Linked DNA regions of Capra hircus: region 1 is linked to region 2. A link is a contact called in public Hi-C data. All regions are on one chromosome and are shown on one strand. Each heading gives the region's core, a stretch centred on a gene start, on an enhancer-like site or on the middle of the called end of the contact. The rest is flanking DNA. Distances are from core to core; before and after follow the strand shown. Region 1 overlaps JAML (junctional adhesion molecule-like). Region 2 has its middle 25 kb from the start of CD3E.

Region 1 (4,891 bases), core at 965-3,464, 97 kb before region 2:
TCAGGGAGCTAAGATCCCAAGTGCTGTGGGGTGCAGCTAAAAAAAATTAAAAATTACCTCAACTTGAGATTGGATCCGAAGTCAGAAACTTACTAAGGATCTGCTCTTTATCCAGGCCCTAGATGGCTAAGAGGGAAAAATGGGACACAGTACACGAGGCAGGCCATATGGGAGTAAAGACGAAGAAATCTGAGCTGAGCCCAGACTAGAGACAGGAGTTCAGAACCAGAGGATTTAAAAAAACAAACAACTAGCCTTATTAAATCTTACAAAGTAAAGGAACCAAAAGGAAAGGAATCTCACATTCAGACCAAGAGTTAAATCAGTGGCTGTCCATTTTGGTGACCCAGGAGTGTCGCTTCTGAAAAAGACAAGTGCTCCAGATCCACCAGTATAGTCTATCCAGACCTCTGGTGGGGCCCAGCCAAGAGCCACCAGCCACTCTGATACCCAGCCGGCATCCAGAAGCACTGAGTTACATCGAAGAGATGTACCCCACTTCCAACCCATTCATGCCCCCCAAACTTCCTCAGGCCTCAAACTGGCCCCCAATGTGTGAGTCACAGCAGGGCTTTCCTCCAGTCACTTCAGTTGCTTCAGGAGTTCCCAACAATAGATTCTTCACCAGCACTCCACATGCCCTTCAGCCAGGGTAGAGACACAGGATGATTGCCACAGACTGCATTTATTTAGGGATCATTGGCCACAGGAATAATCATTTGGGGTTGTTTTTATCTCTGATTCTTCTCTGGAACCTTCCACAGAGAACACCGTCCAAGCAGAGGGTCTGACCTGAAGGGACACTCGAGGCCACTGCGGCAGCTGACCAGGGTCCCCATGGCCAGGGTCTCACTCTAGGGGAATCAAGTCCATGCTCCCCCTTATCAGCCTTTCTTCCTCCAGGGCTGTCCAGTCTCTTTGCTGGCCTTCGAGCCCTCCATCATCAGCCCTCTGCCCAAGCAGGGAGACAGGAAGAGGACTGGGAGGGCAGAGGGTCTGAAACAACTGCTACATGGATGGACTCAGGACACACAGCAAAGAGAGTCTCTGTGCAGCCAAGGGAAAAAGGACCACCCCTTCTTCTCAGAAGGCTTGCTCTGTTTTTGCCATTCCCCCAGTTGACCTTTGGTCTGGTGGGCTAGTTGGTGCTGACTTCAGAGAAGGCCAAACTGGGTTCTGTGGGGGGGAGAGAAACAAAGCACATTGGTAAGAAGCATTTCAATCATAATAGTTACCATTTACTGAGCTCCTTCCATCTCTCTGGGCCAGTTCTGAATTTCACATGCTGCACTATCTCATTTGTTCCTCACCACCCGAGAGGTAGGTTTTATTAATATTATTCTCATTAAGGATGAGGAAACTGAACCTCGAGAAACTAAATTACCTGCCCAAGGTGATCCAGCTTCTGAGTCAGGGTAAAGATGCGGACACTGGTCTGTCCAGCTCCAAAGCTAGGGATCTTAACCATTGTGCCACACTGCCTCAGAAAGAGGACGTGGTATGGTGCCCCTCCATTTAAGTAAATTTAATAGAAAAGCAAAGGTTCTGGGACTTCCCGGGCGGCCCAGTGGTCAGGACACCAGGGAGGCATGAGGGGAAGGGCTCAGTCCCTGGGTGGGGATTTAAGATCCTGCACACTGCAGGTGTAGTCAAAAATAAACATCAATGTAAAAAAAACCCATGATGAGCAAAAAATTTTAAGCAAAATTTCTTTGTTTCCCCTGCTCTCTATCAGATAACAGCCCCCTACCTGAAGTCTCAAACAAGTGGTGCACAGGCCAGAATTCACCCGCAGCTGTGTGTAAGTTGACACAGTGTTTTGCAATAACTTGACCAGCCCCTGAAGGCCTTTGAGTCTGTGGCCCTGGTCCCCTATCACACTTGCTTTATTGGATCCATTTCAAGGGGCCATGGGTGCTGTTTTCTGCAGAGTTTAAATCGCAAACACTTGGCGCTAAACATGAGACGCTGGCATTGAAGGTGGTTCACTTCTCCGTCACCTCTGTCCCACAGAGCGTCTGCAAACGGTACCGCCCAGGTGACGGGCGCACTGAGCAGCAGGCACCGTTATCAGCAGGTCTCTGAGACGAGGTTCTGGCAGCTGCTGTAGCATCACATGGCAATGATGGGAGAAGGATGGGGGGAAGGGGAATGACTATGTTCAACTTCAGAGGGGAGCTCATGTTTCACTTGGTGGAGCAAGGCCAGATTCTGATCTCACTCTTCCCTGGCAGAACCTTTCTCTGTTGCAATCATCTGGGAGTCATGTGTCCTTGGAGCTGGTGTAACAGGAAAAAAACACAAGCAAGCCATCATCCTATAAACAGAGGAGGCCAGCCTTCCTGAACACAGCAGAACACTGTTCCCTCCTTGGCTGGGGTGCCTATTGTGAAAGTCCCTCAGTCGTATCCAACTCTCTGCGACCCCATGGACTACACAGTCCACGGAATTCTCCAGGCCAGAATACTGGAGTGGATAGCCGTTCCCTTCTCCAGGGGATCTTCCCAACTCAGGGATCGAACCCAGTTCTCCCGCACTGTAGGAGGATTCTTGACTAGCTATTATTCATCTACAAATAGCATCATGTCCCTCGCCAGCTCATTCCTTTTGTCCTTACCCGCTACTCACTACACAGCCAGTGTCTTTTCTAGGTGCTAGACTTCCCTGGAGAGTTGAACAAAGAGAACATAGGAATCAGACTCTGTATTATTACATGAAATCCAGCATCCAGCCTTCCAGCAGTTGGATTATGTCAAGGTATAATAAGTCACAGAATTAAAAAATCTAAGAGTTGCAAAATATTGACTTTCACTGTCACTTTAAATACAACTGGTGGGAAAATTTAGTTTAGGGCTTCCCAAGTGGAGTTTTGACTCAATGGACATGAGTTTGAGCAAACTCCAGGAGACAGTGAAGGACAGGGAAGCCTGGAGTGCTGCAGGCCAAGAGGTCGGCAAAGACTCCCCGAGGGGACGTGACTGAGCAACTAAACAACAGCAGATGTGCAGCCAGTGTAAAGAATCTGCCTGCCAGGGCAGGAGGTGTGCATTCAATCCCTGGGTCAGCAGGATTCCCTGGAGCAGGAAATGGCAACTCACTCCAGTGTTCTTGCCTGGAGAATCCCATGGACAGAGGAGTCTGGCGGGCTACCATCCACGGGACCACAAAGAGTCAGATGTGACTGAGCACACACAGGTAAGTTTAGTAAACATTGAAAATTATAGGAAAATACCAGTGAAGGAGAAGCTCACAAGCTAACACTGAAGACATGTAACACTCCAGGACATACTAGAACATATATATTTGGATATACATTGGCCATCCAGAATTGGAGCCAACCAGAAATCAGTGTGGAGAAGGCGATGGCACCCCACTCCAGTACTCTTGCCTGGAAAATCCCTTGGACAGAGGAGCCTGGCGGGCTGCAGTCCATGGGGTCGCTAAGAGTCGGACATGACTGAGCGACTTCACTTTTCACTTTCATGCATTAGAGAGGGAAATGGCAACCCACTCCAGTGTTCTTGCCTGGAGAATCCCAGGGATGGGGGAGCCTGGTGGGTTGCCATCTATGGGGTCGCACAGAGTCGGACACGACTGAAGCAACTTAGTAGTAGCAGCAGCTGCAGCAGAAATCAGTGTAAAGATAAAACCATTAGTAATCTAAGGAATTCTAAAAGATATGTGCAGAGAAGAGGTCATACTCAGAAATGTAAAAAAATAAAATTTAATAACATGATAAAGCAATCAGCAAGTATATAAAATATCCCAATGGATATGGCTCAGTGGCAAGGAACCTGACTGCCAATGCAGGAGACACAGGTTGGATCCCTGAGTCAAGAAGATCCCCTGGAGGAGGAAATGGCAACCCACTCCAGTATTCTTGCCTGGAGATCCCATGGACAGAGGAGCCTGGTAGGCTACAGTCCATGAGGTCACGAAAGAGTCAGATATGACTTAGCGACTAAACAACAACAATGAAATATCCCGACACCATAGGAAAACTGTAAGGGCTGCAAATAAAGGAGCACTGGGTAAAATAGCATAAACAGTAGAGTTCTCATAGTTAGTGGTGCATCAAATAAAGAGCGTTACTAGCATAAAGAGGACTTAGGGAAAGACATGGAACTCATTAAGGGACCTAGGGCTTGAATCGTATATAGCAATTCCTTACCACAACACGCACTAGGAAGTTATTGGTGCTGGGCTTGCAGGCATGTGTATATAAGCATCTAATGCGCATGGCAAATCTGTGTTGTGTTCAGTTAATAAAGTGCAAATAATGATCTTAAGCTGCAAGAACAGAAAAATCTAAGAGTCGGAAGGGACCTTTTGAAAGGGAGGAAAACAGTTCCTCATGACATGATTTTTGTACAAGGATCTTCCAGTCCCTCTTCACTACATTGTGTTAAACCAGTATTGTGCTGATGAGGAAGAGATCTTTGTCTAACCTCATGATGGCACTTCCTTTTACCTCTGAGATCAACCCTCTCTAGCCCTAGAGATGCTCAGAAGACTCGAAATTGAGTATAAGGACAAGTTTGTTACTACTCTTCTATCCAGCAGAGCTTCAACTTCTTACAATTTCCAACTATCTAGAAATAGCTCTGCCTTCAGCAGAGTGTCCTCCCACCCCACCACCACCCCACCTCACCCCCACCCCCACCCCTGCTCCCACCAGGAAACCTAGCAACATCCATCCCCCGTGAGTCTGCCATATCCTTCCCAAGTCCATTTCCTGCCTCCAGACACCGGGCTCAGTGGGACCCAGAACATTCCTCACCATGGTCATGTAGGTGGCCTCTGATTTTCCACTTGATTCTTCCTCATCGTTCACCTCTTGTGTGGTTATTGAGGAATAAATGTGTTTCTGGAGGGGAGAAAATCATATAAA
Region 2 (5,362 bases), core at 2,504-5,003:
TGGTAGCAATGTCAACTGGTGCAGCCACTATGGAAAATGGTATGGAGGTTCCTTAAAAAACGAAAAACCCCGTGATTCAGCAATCCCACTCCTGGACATGGGAAAAACAAAAAATCTAATTTGAGAAGACACATACACCCCAGTGTTCATAGCAGCACTATTTACAATAGTCACTGCTTGGAAGCAACCTAAATGTCCATTGATAGATGAATGTTTCATATATATATATATACACATACACACATATATATATAATATGATGTTTTATATATATATGTTTTATATATATTTAGATGTTTTATATATATATTTAGATATATATATATACACAATGGAATATTAGCCACAAAAAAGAATTAAATTTTGCCATTTGCAGCTACATGGATTGACTTAGAGATTATCATACTACATGAAGAAACTCAAGACAGAGAAAGACAAATATCATATGATATTACTTATATGTAGAATCTAAAAAATTATACAAATTAATCTGTATACAAAACAGAAACAGACTCATCGACATAGAAAACAAATTTATGTTTACTGAATGGAAGAGGGAGGTAGGAATAAATAAACTAGGAGTATGAGATTAGCAGATACAAACTATAATACTTAAAAGAGATAAGCAACAGATTTACTGTATAGAACAGGAAATTATTTTAATAAGTTAAAATAACCTATCAGTTCAGTTCAGTTCAGTTGCTCAGTTGTGTCCGACTCTTTGCAACCCCATGAATCGCAGCATGCCAGGCCTCCCTGTCCATCACCAACTCCCAGAGTTCACTCAGACTCATGTCCATCGAGTCAGTGATGCCATCCAGCCATCTCATCCTCTGTCGTCCCCTTCTTCTCCTGCCCCCAATCCCTCCCAACATCAAAGTCTTTTCCAATGAGTCGACTCTTCGCATGAGGTGGCCAAAGTACTGGAGTTTCAGCTTTAGCATCATTCCTTCCAAAGAAATCCCAGGGTTGATCTCCTTCAGAATGGACTGGTTGGATCTCCTTGCAGTCCAAGGGACTCTCAAGAGTCTTCTCCAACACCACAGTTCAAAAGCATCAATTCTTCGGCGCTCAGCCTTCTTCACAGTCCAACTCTCACATCCATACATGACCACTGGAAAAACTATACCCTTGACTAGACGGACCTTAGTCGGCAAAGTAATGTCTCTGCTTTTGAATATACTATCTAGGTTGGTCACAACTTTTCTTCCAAGGAGTAAGCGTCTTATAATTTCATTGCTGCCATCACCATCTGCAGTGATTTTGGAGCCCCAAAAAATTAAATCTGACACTGTTTCCACTGTTTCCCCATCTATTTCCCATGGAGTGATGGGACCAGTTGCCATGATGTTCGTTTTCTGAATGTTGAGCTTTAAGCCAACTTTTTCACTCTCCTCTTTCACTTTCATCAAGAGGCTTTTTAGTTCTTCTTCACTTTCTGCCATAAGGGTGGTGTCATCTGCATATCTGAGGTTATTGATATTTCTCCCGGCAATCTTGATTCCAGCTTGTGCTTCTTCCAATCCAGCGTTTCTCATGATGTACTCTGCATAGAAGTTAAATAAGCAGGGTGACAATATACAGCCTTGACGTACTCCTTTTCCTATTTGGAACCAGTCTGTTGTTCCATGTCCAGTTCTAACTGTTCCTTCCTGGCCTGCATACAGATTTCTCAAGGGGCAGATCAGGTGGTCTGGTATTCCCATCTCTTTCAGAATTTTCCACAGTTTATTGTGATCCACACAGTCAAAGGCTTTGGCATAGTCAATAAAGCAGAAATAGATGTTTTTCTGGAACTTTCTTGCCTTTTCCATGATCCAGCGGATGTTGGCAATTTGATCTCTGGTTCCTCTGCCTTTTCAAAAACCACCTTGACATCAGGGAGTTCACGGTTCACGTATTGCTGAAGCCTGGCTTGGAGAATTTTGAGCATTACTTCACTAGCATGTGAGATGAGTGCAATTGTGCAGTAGTTTGAGCATTTTTTGGCATTGCCTTTCTTAGGAATTAGAATGAAAACTTACCTTTTCCAGTCCTGTGGCCACTGCTGAGTTTTCCAAATAAAATATAATCTGCAAAAAAATACAAAAAACGAAATCACTATGCTGTATACCTGAAACTAAAACAATATTGTAAATCAAATATACTTCAATTAAAAAAAAAAGTTTACCGGCTCCTTGGGGAAGAACATGCTCTGTCTTACTGATCAAACACAGTTCTTAGGACACTGTAGGTGTTCAGTAAACACTGGTGATTTGAGTAAACTGATCTCAGATTAGCAGAAACAAGTACTTTTAGGATAACAGAGGAAGCATGCTGCTGCTGCTGCTAAGTCACTTCAGTCGTGTCCGACTCTGTGCGACCCCATAGATGGCAGCCCACCAGGCTCCCTCGTCCCTGGGATTCTCCAGGCAAGAACACTGGAGTGGGTTGCCATTTCCTTCTCCAATGCATGAAAGTGAAAAGTGAAAGTGAAGTCTCTCAGTCATGTCTGACTCTTAGCAACCCCATGGACTGCAGCCCACCAGGCTCCTCCATCCATGGGATTTTCCAGGCAAGAGTACTGGAGTGGGGTGCCATTGCCTTCTCAGAGAAGAAGCATAAATTTTGACTAAAAATTCTTTCTTCTTCACAAAACCAAAATCAAGGTGTTCTTTCACCAAAAAAAAAAAAAAAAAAAAAACACTAGCACTTTGAGATTTTCCCCTGACCTCGTTTATTTCTTTGGTATTTTTATATGACCAATTTATGTAATTTGTTTATAACAGCCAAACAGAATTTAACCATAGTACTAGTAACAAGAAACTGCAAATGACCAAGACTTTAATATTTATTCCTCTCAGTTTTATCTGGGGAAGCAAAACCTCTATGAAAGAAAATGTAATTTAGAAGAAAAACTGAAAAAGAACTCTGCTGTACTAGACTCATTCTTATGTTCATCTCTATACCTTTTCCAAACTGTTTCTTTCCTCTAACATTCCTTCTTCACTGCTTCTCACCTATTCACACCCTTTCTTCTCTTTTAGGGTGGATGTGAGTGATCATATAATTTATTGTCCAAACTGGAACAGTTTTGAGAGTGAAACTGGCATGATTGATATTTTCACTGGAAAGACAGGCATAAACCAGAACTTTTCCAGGGACACTAAAACATAGTATCACCCTGTTTTAAACTCTCATGTCCTCAGTTTCCACGTTAATAAAATGAGGGGTTTGGAACAAGTGATTTTTAAGGACTCTTCCAGTCTCCTCTTCCTTTTTTTTAGCTGCTTCAGGTCTTAGTTGCAGCATTCAGGATCTCGTTTCTTGACCAGGGGTTAAACCCCAGCCCCCTGCATTGGAAGTCTAGAGTCTTGGCCACTAGACCACCAGGGAAGTCCTGACCCTTCCAGTCTTAACCTTCGAAGAGTCTACTGTTCTGATTTAAAGTGCTTCATCCATGAAGTTCAGTCTTGCTCAGAAAACCTCAGATGCCACAAGGTCTCAGAACTACTCTTTCCCATCACAGATTCGCTGAATGCTGAGAAGCGGCCAAGGTGCTGACTTAGCGAAGGCAGTTCAGCCTCTCTGCCCTCCCCTCCACTTCCCATGGCGGTCTGATGCCTGCAAGGGAACGAGCAGGTTGGACTCGTTTGCTCAGAAGTGTTTCTGGGTAAAAAGGGCAGACCTGCTGCTTGTCCAGGCAAACAGGGTATGAGTCTTTCCTGCTAAGTAAGAGACTAAGAGAGAAAGCACACCTGCCCAGTCCCTTGGGGGATTCCCCGCCCCACGCACCACCACCGGCCCCTTGCCCCCCAGTCCCCCAGCCCCCCAGCCTCCCAGCCCCCCAGCCCCCCAGCCCCCCAGCCCCAACCCCAGCTTCCCCCAGAAGACTGGAGAAAAGTCTCAGCAACGTTGCTGTTTTTTTCTTCCCAAATGTCCCTGTGTTTACAGTCTCTCAGTGTCAGTTCCCACTCTTGCCTAGGAAACCCCATGGACAGAGGAGCCTGGTAGGGTACAGTCCATGGGGTCGCACAGAGTCGGACACGACTCAGCGACTAAACTAGCGTCAGCGTCTGCTGAGTTATTGTAGCAGGAACTAAAGGAAACGAGATTTTCAAAGAAAAACAGCAAAAAATGACTGTTTAAAACTGTCAAGTGCAAGCTCTTACTCTAAGGATGCTAACATTACTCCAAACATTTCTAGAATGATTCTTAGCATCTTGAACCACAATTTCTTTAGATCCTTAATAATGGCAAATCATCACACTTTTGAGAGCTAGTTTGATTCTCTAACACATTAATCAAATCTAAAAATCATGAGAAAATGAGCAACCAAATGCCTCTAATTATAAAATTGGGAGAATGAATATCTTGTGAAGGGTATGTGCTCCCTAAGGATCCTTTCAAAGACAAAAAACTCTGGAACCATTTTGTGCACAACTATGATGAGGAGATAATCTCTCCTAGAGTTTAACATTGCCCCTATAGTTACTGAGCTGAACACAGACCATAAAGGGGAGGACTTCCCTGGCGGTCCAGTGGTTAGAACTCCACCGTTCAAATAGAGGGGCTGCAGGTTTGATCCCTGATTAGGCGATTAGGATCCCACATGCTGCATGCACAAGGCCTAAAAATAAAAATAAAATAAAATAATGCTAAGGGATGCGTTCCTTTTCACAGAATAAGGCCTTTTATGATCTGGCCCCACCAACTATCCAGCCCCACCTCCCCACTTTTCAGGTTCCTTGAAACTTATTCTTGGCCATGGCAAACTAACTATATGTGTGTTCTTACCTTCATGTATATATATCTGTGGGCTTCCCTGGTGGCTCAGGCAGTAAAGAATCTGCAATGCAAGAGACACAAGTTCGATCTCTGGGTAGAGAAGATCCCCTGGAGAAGGAAATGGCACCCCACTCCAGTAATCTTGCCTGGGATATAGTCTATGGGGTTGCAAATTTGGACACGCTGAGCAACAAACACATAAACACACACATGTATCTGTACTTGCTATTCTGTCTACTTTGTCCGCCTGATGAATTCTTACTTGCCTTTCAAATTTAATCTCACATTGTATGAAGGCTTCCCTAACTTCTGGAGCCAGAATTAATAGTTCCTTACACCCTGTAATACCTTTATTATAGCCCTTGCTGCACTGTGCCATCATTTCTTGTTTACATGTCTGTTTCCACTCTAGTCTGAGTCCCTTGAGGACAGGTCCAGGTCTTTTCACCTCTGTATCCTCAGCACCTACAACTTCTAGGCACATGGTAGACTCTCAATGTACATTTGCTAAAGGGGTGACTGCATGCTTACAGGACAGGTTCCAGTGGGCTCCACATCTCAGCAAAGGCATGCAATATGGAGCGCCCTCTGGTGG

Evidence for each region. A called contact is a pair of places that touch in the nucleus more often than the background predicts.
Region 1: a Hi-C map of blood shows a contact between it and region 2, with 4 times the contacts expected there. The contact joins two enhancer-like sites. A contact is called at or near these places in 3 of 5 Hi-C or Micro-C datasets (all in blood).

What each region holds. Positions count from the first base shown.
Region 1 is chr15:53,449,449-53,454,339 of ARS1.2, reverse strand. JAML (junctional adhesion molecule-like) reads right to left here. Exons shown (of 10, transcript XM_005689503.3): 9 at 4,781-4,867; 10 at 667-1,176. The coding sequence ends at 1,084. Among named protein-coding and RNA genes, the nearest start is that of SCN2B, 12 kb to the left of the region's middle. Within about 2 kb of position 2,214, at least 3 of the 5 cell types and tissues checked have an H3K27ac peak or open chromatin away from gene starts, as enhancers often do.
Region 2 is chr15:53,353,707-53,359,068 of ARS1.2, reverse strand. No RefSeq gene overlaps it. Among named protein-coding and RNA genes, the nearest start is that of CD3E, 25 kb to the right of the region's middle. Within about 2 kb of position 3,753, at least 1 of the 5 cell types and tissues checked has an H3K27ac peak or open chromatin away from gene starts, as enhancers often do.